Regions from separate parts of the Danio rerio genome. Here all the other regions are linked to region 1. The links are chromatin contacts, called in public HiChIP or PLAC-seq maps. All regions are on one chromosome and are shown on one strand. Each heading gives the region's core, a stretch centred on a gene start, on an enhancer-like site or on the middle of the called end of the contact. The rest is flanking DNA. Distances are from core to core; before and after follow the strand shown. Region 1 holds the start of vps18 (VPS18 core subunit of CORVET and HOPS complexes). Region 2 holds the start of chac1 (ChaC, cation transport regulator homolog 1 (E. coli)). Region 3 holds the start of wdr21 (WD repeat domain 21).

Evidence for each region. HiChIP or PLAC-seq counts read pairs in DNA pulled down with a chosen protein or histone mark.
Region 2: a contact with region 1 is called in an H3K4me3 HiChIP or PLAC-seq map of gastrula embryo, with 2.3 times the contacts expected there. The contact joins the promoter of chac1 here to the promoter of vps18 in region 1. A contact is called at or near these places in 2 of 4 datasets of contacts at active chromatin or transcription factors (embryo and gastrula embryo).
Region 3: an H3K4me3 HiChIP or PLAC-seq map of embryo shows a contact between it and region 1, with 2.3 times the contacts expected there. The contact joins the promoter of wdr21 here to the promoter of vps18 in region 1. A contact is called at or near these places in 2 of 4 datasets of contacts at active chromatin or transcription factors (embryo and gastrula embryo).

Annotation. Positions count from the first base shown.
Region 1 is chr20:31,088,793-31,093,336 of GRCz12tu, forward strand. vps18 (VPS18 core subunit of CORVET and HOPS complexes) reads right to left here and starts at 2,644. Exons shown (of 5, transcript NM_173245.2): 1 at 2,244-2,644; 2 at 2,012-2,153; 3 at 1,548-1,639. The coding sequence starts at 2,334.
Region 2 is chr20:30,994,187-30,998,730 of GRCz12tu, forward strand. chac1 (ChaC, cation transport regulator homolog 1 (E. coli)) reads left to right here and starts at 2,558. Exons shown (of 3, transcript NM_001110126.2): 1 at 2,558-3,199; 2 at 3,306-3,341; 3 at 4,245-4,544. The coding sequence starts at 3,029.
Region 3 is chr20:31,166,109-31,170,652 of GRCz12tu, forward strand. wdr21 (WD repeat domain 21) reads right to left here and starts at 1,498. Exons shown (of 14, transcript NM_200701.1): 1 at 1,465-1,498; 2 at 1,002-1,138. The coding sequence starts at 1,108. dpf3 (double PHD fingers 3) reads left to right here and starts at 2,178. Exons shown (of 12, transcript NM_001111169.1): 1 at 2,178-2,209. The coding sequence starts at 2,178.

The DNA of each region.
Region 1 (4,544 bases), core at 1,394-3,893:
GACTCTTTTCATACATTTTAAGACCCTATAGCCACTTTTCAACTGGAAACACTGGCAAGATTTTAACCTACAGTATATTTACTAAATAATAAAGTAAGAAACTAATCCAAAAGTAAAGCATTAGTCATATACTGAATAAAAGTCTATTAAATCTAGCCAATTCAGCAGGTTGGTGCCTATAGAACTGCAGGAATAATAGGGCTGGCTTGGTTACTGCAGTAAACAAAACAACATGATGTCAAATCTAGCAGGATTTAGTTGATTTCATAAACTATACAGCATCCTGATATTCTCGGATTTAATTCAGATAAACTTTAGAATACAACCATACAAAACAGCATTTAAGACTTTTTTTAATACTTTAAGGGCCCTACATTTTCTTACATTGTTTTATCAACTTTTAATACTTTTTTTAAGACCCTGCGGACTGGTGAATGTAAATGGTGGTATGGCTAAACTATCCCTTTAATTAAAGATGATCAAAACAGATGTCGAAGCAGCAAGAGCCGCCACCGTATATTGACACTACAACTAGGACAACATTTGAGCAATTAAATGGGACATTCTACTAAACGTACATTTTCACTTATAAAAAATGTATCAGGGACGGACTTAAGCTTGTCCATCCATTTCATGAGCATCAACTACTACTATAGAGAAAAGATTTTTTGTTGGTAAATAATATCACCTTAAATTTACAATCATAAACATAACACTTATCATATTTATAGATGGATTATTTGGTCAAGTCTTTTATATGTAGTATGTATTTTTAACTTACATAATTAACATTACACATTTAAATGATGGTGTACATGGCAAAAGTATACAACTGAACAGTTTGTATTAAAAGGATAATCTTATAAATAATCTTATAAATAATAATCTTATAAATCTGAAGCATTTAGACCAAACTGACCACTTAAAGTTAACTGCTGCACTGAAGCGAGATTTAGCTTGTGAACAAAAACAACTTTTGAAACTTAATTTCATTTTAAATGTAGAATTTCACACATATATGTGATTTTTTATACAGTTTTATTATATTTCATTATATTATATTTTTATTATCATTTTTTAATGAAGATCTACATAAACAAATATTAGTAAATCATTTGTACTAGCACAAGATAACAGTTTAAAAAGACAAAACTTACAAATATTTTTGTAAGGCAAAAACAATCTTGTACATAATGGAAAATGCAGCATTTGCATTTCACTTGATCATGTCATCAAAGTTGGGTCTTAATACTAAGTGTAAACAAAGAATTAGAATCTCTGAATGATATACCCTGAAGAGCTATACATGACATAAATAAAATCCATCTAAAAACAATAAGCATTACATTTATGACTGTTCATTCTTGTGCATCTGTTCAAGTTTTTTCTTCATTTAATTCCCCAGTTCATCACTTTTCGATGCTTTTTTTGTCTTACAAATTACAAGGAAAATCTAATCAAACCACTTATGTCTTTACTAACTTTGAATAGATGGCCTAAATGCATTTAAAACCTCATACAAGTTGTGAATATTGATGCGTGATTACCTGTAGGATCTAGGAAAAGTCTGTGTACTTTGCTATCATCTTTTCTTCCCAATTCAATCTGATTTGGCTGATCAGGTTTTCCGAGATCAATTCTGAAACACAATATGCATGACAACACACTTGAATCTGCTCTATAAAAATGACCAACATCTTTAAAGTCAGTTTAAAAAAATTAACCCAAGACTTTTGAATCTTTTAGGACCACATATAATGCAAATGAATCACAATTAGATTGACACCAACACAAATAAAGACAAAGAATAAGTGATTTGTATCCAGATTAAATATACATTTCAAAGTGAACTGTCTTTAATGGTCCACATGCTTTAGCCTTTCAGACACCAAAATACACATTAATCACACATCGCATGTACGTGAACTAATCAAGGGAAAACTTATCAAATGCAAAGCATCGCAATTAAACAACTGTAGATAACATAAGAGTCGAGAAATGGCAGTTTTACCTCAGCAGGGTGTCTTTTCCCAAGCTCATGCATAACTGATTGTTGCAAACCGAAAATTGGTTGATTTTTTCGGGAGGAGAGAAATCGATGCGCTGCTTGGTGAAAATGGGTTTTTCTTCCTCCAATCTTACATTTACAAACCCTGTGGAAAACAAGCCTTAGTTTAAATCATTATAAACACCATACATTACTTAAAATACAATAATAATAGCAAACTATGTAAGGTTTGCACCTGAATGAGTGATGCCGATGTTGGCCGTGGACATACGACTGTGTTGACGGATGTTCTGCGAATCTTCATATTGATCCAGAATAGATGCCATTGCAAATGATCAAATATTCACACGACGATGTACAGCAAATAGTGAACCTGTGTTTACATTGCAGGTAAAGATGTACAGTATCCCTACCAGCTGTTTCCACCCATAGCACGCTAGCATGCGAGCTAACGTTAAATGTCCTGTTCACAAGCTGTCACTGTCAACGTCCTCTTTGCGTGCTCAATAAAACATAATGGACACCCTATTGGTGTAAAATAAAACAAAATTACGCGCCAAGGGAATTTTTATAAATGAAAAAGGAATGACAGATCTGAGAAACCGAGCTGTGTTGGTTGCATGTCTGTCTTGGGTCAGCTGATGAATATCATGTGATTACAGTTAAAAAGATGCTCCTGTTTTGTCCACGTATTGGCGCTGTTTAGTTAACAATCGAATCTTCTACAGAAATAGCTCCAATAAATTACCTCAAAATTGCTACACTAATTTTCAGGACATCCAAAGATATAGATGGCTTTTTTCTTTAGTAGAAGGTTAAATTAGATATGTTGGAACTGTATTCCTTGAAGAAACGTAAATGCGAATCAGCAGCTGAGAGTAAAAAAAACGACACATACAAATTAAAGTAATACGTACAGTAGGGCTACTGATGATACATTGAGGTCTTATGGAGTCAAACTTTCAGTCTGTGCAAGGAATTGGATAATATTCAAAATATTATTACCTATACCCACAGTATTTATTACCAGATAAAAAAATATCCTGAATGTCATTATTGTTTAGTGTTTTGTTTATGGAAAAAGTGAAGGTGCGTGTTCAATTGTTCATCAGAATAGTAGCCTACTTGTGCTTGTCCTGTAGGCCTGTGATATATATATATATATATATATATATATATATATATATATATATATATATATATATATATATATATATATATATATATATATATATATATATATATATATATGCTATATCATTATATATATGATATTACTTAATTCATATTCCTCCGGCTTAACCCCATTCATCAGGCCACAGCGGAATGAACCACCAAATTATCCAGCATATATTTTACACTGCGGATGCCCTTCCAACTGCAACCCCATTACTGGGAAACACCCATACACACACTCATTCATACACATAAACTACAATGTAATTTTTTTCAATTCACCTGTACCGCATGTTTTTGGACTGTGGGGGAAATCCACGCCAACACGGGGAGAACATGCAAACTCCACACAGAAACACCTATATATAATATAACATTTTAAACAAACAGAATTAGCTCATGTGTGAGTTTACACATAATAAAATATGCACAAGGAGATGTGTGAATATGCATGTACAAAGGTTAATAAATTAACAGCAAATGTCCATTTTTGTGCAGACTGTCCCTTTATGGTTTATTATGTTATACCTGCCAAAGTTTTGCCGTTGATCCCAGCTGTAAGAGCAACCAATTTTACTCTGACTTCTAGTTTTTCATTTGGAAAAGTGGCAGTAGGTAGATTCCTCTAATGAATCATATGTTGAACTGCATCTCAGTCATCACAAATACTGCAGAAGATTCATTGGAACCCTCATGGACCCAAGATTCTCACAAATCAATCAAGTTTGCTGAAGGAAAATTATGGGTTGGGGTTACATTCAATATAGGGCGTGCGAGAGATCTGCAGAGTGGATGGCAACATCATCAGCCTGAGGCATCAAGACATTTGTGCTGCCCATTACATTACGAACCACAGGAGAGGGCAAATTCTTTAGCAGGAGAGCGCTACTTCTCATACTTCAGTCTCCACATCAAAGTTCTTTAAAGCAAAGAAGGTTAAGGAGCTCCAGGATTGGCCAACCCAGTCAGACATGAACATTATTGAGCATGTCTGGGGTAAAATGAGGAAGAAGGCATTTAAGATGCCTCTAAAGAATCTTGATGAACTCTGGGAGACCTGCAAGAACGCTTTCATTGCCATTCCAGTTGACTTTATTAGTAAGTTATTTGAGTCATTGCAGAGATGTATGGATGCAGTCCTCTAAGCTCACTGGAGTCATACACAATTTTAATTATTTTTCCACAGCACCATGACTTTATACTCTATAATGTACATTATTTCTGTTAAGTGACAAGACTTTTGTCTAAGCAAAGTCAGACCTTACTGTCCTAATTAAATAATTAAAAATCAAGGTATGATTATATTTTATTTTGGTAAAATCAGCGTAATCTAGAGGCCTTTGACTTTCATATAAGCCAC
Region 2 (4,544 bases), core at 1,308-3,807, 95 kb before region 1:
TCCTGAAGAAATATACTTTGGGTTTGTAACAACATGAGAGTGAGTAAATGATGACAGGATTTGAATTTTAGGTGAACTAACCGTTTGGTTTGTTTATCATAATAGTCTCATGGCTTTGGAACTGGGATGATTATACCTCAACGTAAGACAAGGGCTGACAAAGAAACTGTCACAAATCTGCCCTGCCTGTTTTTCTTAATAGATTGGTGATGTTGTAATGTTGTTCACAGGCTGTTCAGTTACCCAAGAATGATTCTGTATGACGCAGAAACATTCATGTAAAGAAACCAACTCAGAAAACAGGTTGACACAAAAATATTTGTTTTGCTCAGAACATGAAGCAACTCAAAAGAAAAGCAGACATATGCACTCCGAACTTAAAGTACTGGTGACCTTGAATTTATCATAATTTGTAAATAAAGCAGTCAAAAAGATAGAGAGAAACACGTGGCTTGTGGTAGTTTGGTTTTGAACATCACATGTTTGTTAGATATGTCTAAAAAAATATTATGACACGTTTCCGTGCCCTAACTTAAAACGGATAGATCTGAAATACGTCACACTATCAGAGATGGAGATTACAGACAAAGCAGATCTAATATACAAGCCGATGGCATAGCTTAGAAGATCTTTAGGAAGAAACTAATCTGCCTCAACAGTCATGATAGGATAAAACTGAATGCAGATGTTTGAAGGATGTTGCTATTTTTGGTGAAGAACAAAACTAAAAAATAAACATACACTGTAAAAATCAAAAAGTTAAGGTAACTTGAACCAGTTGAGGAAACCAATTGCTACAAACCATTTAAGTAAAAAAAAAACTAATGTTAAGTACTGTGTACTTAATCCATTTGAGTAAATGAAGCAATTTGAGCACAGTAAAACCCAATAAATGAAGAGAACTCAAACCAACTGAGTACTGTAAAACCCAATAAGTTAAGGCATCTCAAACAGTTTAAGAAAACTGATTGCAACAAACCATTAGAGTTAAAAAAATCTATATGAGTACATCATTTGTGATAGAATGTTGATGTTTTTTATTACTTAAAAAATGTAAACTGTAGTGTGTTTGTTATTACAAATTAAGTAATGCAAGCTAGATTACCTATTTTTGGTATTTAATTGTGACAACGTTTTGATTACTTTTAGATCACTTTAGAACTAACATGATTTGCTTGGTTTTAATTTGTTCCCAGATTTAAGAGTATGGATTGCAAAAGAATTTACATTGAAATGAACAAACATTTACATGTCCATTTTATATTGTGAATATTCAAGGAAGATGTCAGTAAGAGAAAAGAAAATAAGCATAATAGTATGAATAATTTGCACCCACTCAGAATGCAAAGGCTGTTTTCATTTCTAGTGACAAGAAAATATGCATCTAAAATTTGACGATATTTGACCATTGACCACACTGACAAAAATAAAACTCATGAGAAATATGTTCAAGTCTAAACTTTTCAGCATCTTGATTTTCGAATTACTTACAAATTCTGATTAAAAATCTGTAAACAAAAACTGTAATTAAATCTACATTACTTATTCTATTTAATGTACCCTGACTGCAAGTTTAGATTTCTTTCTATCTTTTTTAATATTATTTGTTCCCAAATTTTGAAGCACTGAGTGCAAATGAATCTGCAGAGTTTTTCTGTGGCCATTATTATACAAATTCCTACTATAATTTAATTACAGTTAAGTATATATATATATATATATATATATATATATATATATATATATATATATATATATATATATATATATATATATATATATAGGAACATTTGATTAAAAAAATAAGGTGAATCAAATCAATTACAGTAATTATTAATTACTAAGTAGTGATTTTTAGAATCTGGTTATGTAATCCTGATTACATGTAATAATTACTACACAACATTGCTATCACATTATATGATATATTTTATTACATTACGAAATGAGATGAATACTGTACTGCCTTTTTGTTATGTATTATACATTATTACAGAAAAATTGTTCCCCAATGAAGATCTCTTTGGTTATAGGCTATTAAATATTATTATATTGTATTACATATTACACTTCAGCATTCATGTGAACCTACATAGAAAATACATTTTATACTACATTTTATACTACATGATGTTATCTTATTCAGTCGTTTCTAATTCCTTGTATGTAAGCATTCAGCACTGTTTGGGTTTCGGATAGCATTCTTGGAAGGCCTGACGCAATCCTCTCAGTACGTCCTGTGCCTGCCTCGCCCCTTGAAACGCTTCTTTCACGTTGCATCAGCCGAACAGACTTTAAGCGACAGATCTGCTGACCAATGAGAGTGCGCGTGTCCTGTGACCGACAGCTGACCGCCCTATCAAATTGAACAACAGGGCGAGATTTTTCCTTGTTCGTGAGCCAATCACACAGGTATGCGGTTATAGAGTCACGCAGAGATGGAACGATTGGACAGAAGACCAGGCGATCCGCCCTTGCTACGCTATGATTGGTCAGATCTTCGAACAAGGTCAGATACGCCCATAGGCAATGTTGCATATAGCCTGCCTCAGAGCAGCCCACATTTCATCATCCGCCGAGGACGAAAAGCAGCGCGGCAGCCCGGGGTGCGCGAAAACAACGGTTAAAAGGTTATTCGATCCGCCTTTACAGCACCGTATGATTGGCCGGGTAGAGGTTTGTTGATAAACAGGAGGCTGGCCGGCGAGCTAGCAACAGCTTTTTGTGTTTTATTCCGATTGAAAGAGCCGAAAAGGCCAAGATGGAGTTTTAAGGCAATGATGCGGTAACTGCACGGCATAGGCATGCACCAGGCAAAGAAAAGCGTTTTGCGAGACTGCACCATCACAACTGCTAAGCAGTTGGGCTCTGATACCGTCCGCGGTATAGCCGTGAGCCAACCCATACCTCTTCTCCTTGATAGGAGGAAGCTAACGCTAGCTACCTAGCCTGTGGCCCATTCATTTAGCTGTTTTTACATCAAAGCGCACACTATTACCTTTTCTACACTCATACCATCCTGTAAAAGATGAAACCTCAAGACATCGTCGCTGGAAAATCCAGCTTGTGGATCTTCGGCTACGGCTCGCTGGTCTGGAAGCCAGACTTCAAGTACAAGAGGAGCAAAGTCGGTTATATTAAGGGGTACAAGAGACGCTTCTGGCATGGGGATAACTTTCATCGTGGAGATGATGAAATGGTAAGTTGCGTTTAAATTCCATATTTTTCTTGAAAATTCATAAAATACCTGAACTGTTCTCCCATTGCTACTCGTTGACCTTTTACGTTACGTGTCTCCATGACAGCCCGGAAGAGTGGTGACGCTCATCGAGGAGGATGACGTAAGTGGAACTTCCTTTTTTATTATTAGGAACAACCAACCATACATGTACATACACGAGAGCCCCGTTGGCGGCTATTTTTACAAGCTATTTCTTAGGACATCTATAGATGCCACCCGGAATAGGCATCCACCATATTGGAACACAAGCTGACACAAATGTGTCTATATTTGCATCAAAATCAGAAACCGCATTTACTAAGCATCAATATACAACAAAACAAAGAGGGTTACAGGGGGTTTTCAAACTGGGGTCCAAGGAACTGTAGGGTTGTGCTAATTACTGAATTTATATTTAAATCAAAACAATCTTAATTATAAAACGTATCAATATAATTAAGATCTAAGTATATGCTAAATGTAACAAAGCAATGTAGTTTAAATGCTTATTTAATTGTAGGAACTGTACAGGAAATAAAGATTTCTACAATCAGAAGCTGCGTTAAATTGTAATATGTTGGGAAATTTACTGACCACATGTTAACCGTTCCAAGATGTCAGATTTGATCATTATGGTATCTGTCCATGTATACATATCTATGAAGAAAATATTAAGAGTTGGCAGCATAATGGCGTTACTTCAAACCTTTTCGACAAGGTGAATTCAAGCCTAGGCATAATTTTTATAATTAAATGATTCCAAACATTCACGTCCTTGTAGAACTTGTTTACCGTGAATGTTCTGAGAACTATTACGGCTGTACGTCTTATGTGCCCTCCATTATTATTATTTGACATGGCATGACCCTGGCTACAGCCGTAAGAATATCTCCTACCTTTAATTTTATTGTACAGAAAGAAAAATGTATATGGGTTTAGAACAACATGATGAAATTTGGCCACACATCACTTTAAATACTTTCCCTCCACCATATGTTTACTAACCGTATGTTTTGGTACACAGGTGTGCACCTGGGGTGTTGCCTTCGAGGTGACTGGCTCTCAGATGGAGGAGTCTCTCAAGTACCTGAACGTGAGGGAGGCAGTGAGAGGTGGTTATCTGACCCGGGCTGTCGACTTCTTTCCGCGTGGCACCAATCAGCCACCAGTCCAGGCTCTGGTTTACATCGCCACGCCTGACAACCCCATTTACCTGGGGCCTGCTAGCACAGAGGAAATCGCCTCTCAGATCGCTGTGTGCAAGGGGAATTCGGGGCACAACATCGAGTACCTGCTTCGCCTGGCGGAGTTCATGAGAGTCAGC
Region 3 (4,544 bases), core at 248-2,747, 76 kb after region 1:
CAAGGTAAAGTTCAATAATAAAATCAGTCTGAATGTCAGTTCTTTTAATCTACAGTTACATAAAACACTAAAGGCACTTCATTTACATTTAATATGCTTTCAGGCATTTACAATCACTATTGATTAAGTGATTGTAATTTAATCATAATAAAGACACAGAATGGGACAGTTGTTGCAAGAACGATTACAAATGCAGCCGCAAGTTAAAGAGAATTATGTATATTATTTACTAAACTATCCATAAGTTGTATTTCATTAATATCTACTCCTACCCCAACCCTCACAGTTATATACAAACAGTAATTATACAGAGAATTAGTCATATTATTTATTAAATAACCCATTAAATTTAATTTTATTAACATCTACCCCTACCCTAAACCCAACTCACACAAAGATGTAAAATTTATACAGCGTATTATTCATAATATTTATTAAATTACCCATTAAACTGTATTTTATTAACATCTACCCCTACCCTGAACTCAACTCTCACAGTAATGTAAAACAGTAATTGCTGTACGGTAATTGCATTATTGTAACAACATATATAATTCTTGTTAACTTCCAGCCACAGAGGTCTCCTTTTTAGATTTTGGGACAAGTGGGACATCTCATCTCTGAGCCTAAAATCTATTTCCAGTTACACATGCCGGAGTAAAATTAGGCAAAACTGCTGTCTCTGTGTACTCAATACTAAAGTATGAACATTGTTTTGTAATGCAGCACACGTGTTAAAAGATTAGTTCACTCATATTGTTGTTTCACACCTGTATGTCTTTCTTCTTTGGAACACAAAATGAGATGTTAGGCAGTATATGACAGCATAACTCACCATTCACTCTGATTGTATATTTTGCCCAAACAATGAACACAACACAAACATTACAGAACAACCTCATTGTCATTCTTGACATCTCCTTTTGTGTTCCACAGAAAAAGTCAAACAGGTTTGAAACGAGATGAGGGTAAGTAGATTTTGAGGATAGGACGATAGTTACCCGTATTCCTGCTCGTCGTGGTCTGACCGGGGTCTCCTCCGCCACTGGGACTGGTTTTGCTGTCGGTGACGGTCGCGGCCCCGTGCTCGCCAGTTTCCACGCTTCATTTCTGCTTGTCAGCAGCCATGCCAGTGTATCTGCTAAAACATTATTGTCATTATATTCAAATAAAGAGGACACTGTGTGTTCAATTTTTTTAGTTTTTGAATATATAAAACTAAACCTAAACGTATTGTGTGACTTAACGTTAACAAACTGTCCACAGAAAAACAAGCAAACAAACAAAAAACAAAACACTGATTTGTTATGGAGCTGTACCAGGAGCTAACACGCTAAAACTACTATTACGAGCATTCACGAGGCACGTTCGTTTATGTTACAGGTTACACCCGCATACGAGAATACCGTAATGGTTTATAAACCGTAATAACATTGTGTAAATGGAGAGTTTTTATAAACTTACCAGAAAGAGATGCCAGTCGTGGTGACCTCTTCCTGTTTAGAAAATATTACTTCCTCACGACACCAGAAATTCCCGCCCCCTTTTTGTTCATTGGTCAAACCATGAGACTGTGTGAAATTACAATTATCCGATTGAACAAAGAGCTGTCAATCACTTTCTGAGCATTTAAAGCTAAAATAATTAATAAAAATATAAATAAATGTTTTAATGTTTACAAGTTTTTTTTAATTGGAGTTGTTTAGGTATTAACGTTTAAAATATAATCTGATAAACAATAATTGTGATAGACTTATATGCTATTTTATATTCTATTCATATGTTTAATATTCAAATATATTTCATTGGTTACAATTGTGTATGGGGCTTTTTATATTGAAGCACAATAATGGATAAAGCTACAATGCAATTAAAATAAATATTTGGTTCATAGTTAAAACAAACAGGTGAAGGCTAAAGGCTACAGAGATGCATCTAAAAAATCTACTAAAATAACATTGCTTTATTTCTTGTTTATATTTGCTATGCAAGTACTCTAAGTAAAGATAATAATGTAATTCTTATAATTTTGACAGCTCTTGGAAGCCACGCCCAGATTTTGATTCCCCGTATTGTATTGGCCAGACCGCCGGACACTGAGGTCCGTATTGGCTGTTTTTCTTTCACAAGGATCCCAAAGAACTCAGATTTGGAATATTGGGTTACAGTGTGGCAAAATGGCGACTGTCATTCAGAATCCGCTGAAAGCGTAAGTAATTATAAATATTATTTTCGCTTGTTTTCGAAAATGTGTTGCACTCCGCGTGTTTTAGAGTGTGGGTGCAAATTGTGTCTTGAAATTAAACTGTACACGCGGTGCATTTTGTATATCAGTAAATTCTGTCCTAAACGAATAACTGTTTAATCCACCTATTTCCTCTTTGTGTGGGTGTGTAATGTATATGTTCATATGTAAATACATTTGAAGCGTTGTGTTCGGACATTCGTTCTGCAAATATGCAACGTGTGTCTCAGCATTCAGCCTCTGTTGGTCAGTGTTAGTGCAGCATTATTTCGGATGCAATGCTTTGCGAGTGTAACGTTACAGACTCCGTTGACTTGTTTGCAGGACAGCCAGATAAAGCCTTATAAAATCTGCCGGGATGAGCTGTCATATGACTGCACGAGCACGATGTGTTTGTTTGCTGAACAACTTGCACCGTAAAATAATCTTTTAAATATTAAAATGCTTGCTGGTGAAGTAAAACGTTTGCATGGTTCGGTTGCATTGATGTCTAAAAATGCCTATAGGAAAGCAACGTATAATTCCCCCGTCGTGGCCTATGGAGAACTGCTTGACAGATAACGCTCACATACACATCGTGACAAGTTAAAGAACGAGTTTTGTGGTCGACATATTAAATATGTGGATTTTCTTCACAGGAATTCGCCGGGTAACTTTCTTTAGCGCATTCGTATAGCTTTCAGTTGTCAGCTCTTTTTTTGTAGACACGCGTAATAATAAACATTATTGTTTATTATTTGCTGTACGTTGACATTTCCGTCGTGTTGTTTGAATAAACGCCGTGCATTTGTAAAGAAGAATTATAGTTACACAAAACAGGATAATAAGGATCAGTAAGTCCAGAGATAAGTGATGGATAACAATGGAATTCGCTGTCCTGTTCTCTCTTGTTTGGCTGTTGAAGTGCAGAGCTGATTTTTCTGCCATGTGACAGAATTCCTGCTTCTATTACATTACATTTGTTTAAGAGGTCAGAAGAGTTTGTCCTTTTGGTTATTAGCTGAGAAGTCCCAAGGTGAAAGAATTAGTACCTTCTGGGAATTAGTGTTTTAAATATCTTAGAAATCTGGAGAAAGAAATTAGAACAAGAACAATAAACAAATATTAAATATAATTTATTTATGTACAGTGCTCAGCATATATGAGTACACCCCCCACAAATCTCTTCTTTAAGTTAATATTTTCTATAGGATCTTTACAATACTATATTTGTGCATATACATTAGTTTAGTCAGTACTGAAGCCAAATCTGGAGCTTATCTAACAAAATAACTTACGATAATGGTTAAAAAATTTGTAGCCCAAACTTACATGTTTGGGAAAAATATTAAATAACTTTTTCAAAAATAGCAAAAGTCAAGAGAAACAAAAAATATACATAATTTTGTTGAAATGTTGTAGTTTGTCTTTTTTTTTTGCTATGATTAGCATGAATTTAAATTTATTATCTTTCCATTTTTAAAGATTTTCTGTGACTAAAATATTAATTATATATATATATATATATATATATATATATATATATATATATATATATATATATATATATAGACAATAAACAATAACTTGTCTAATCACCCTAACCTGCCTAGTTAACCTAATTAACCTAGTTAAGCCTTTAAATATCACTTTAAGCTGTATATGATTGTCTTGAAAAGTATGTAGTCAAATATTATTTACTGTAATCATGGCAAGGATAAAATAAATCAGTTATTAGAAATGAGTTATTAAAACTATTATGATTATTATGTTTCAAATCTTCTCTCCATTACACAGAAATTGGGGAAAAAATAAACATGGGCTAATAATTCAGGGGGTTTAATAATTCTGACTTTAACTGTACTTATTGCACGACTACAGAAGCTAATACTGTATTAGCTGTACTATAATTAACATTAATTACTAAGTTTTTTTATTTGCCATGTCATATTCTGAGAAGTGAGATATGACTGCAACTGGTGCAAATGGTTGGATGAAAGGATTGGATTCTTACCAGTCTAAATCATAGTTGCTCGTGTGATTCATCTCCATTCAAACTCAAGCTGATTTGTCTATGTAAGTGTGTACACTGAGGGGGGATGCACCATCTCTAAATGCTGTGGTAGAGCAGATTAGCAATATCCCAGGATCCCTCAGTACCCATCTGTTCTGATGACTAGCCGCAGAGATGTCAGTGGGCAAGAGACGGAGCCCCATCTGCTCCAGATCAGGCACATAAAGCTCCCCTCCCGTCCCACCAAAACGACATCAGGGGGTCAACAAGAGCAGGAAAAGGAGCTATACACACCTGTCCCAACAT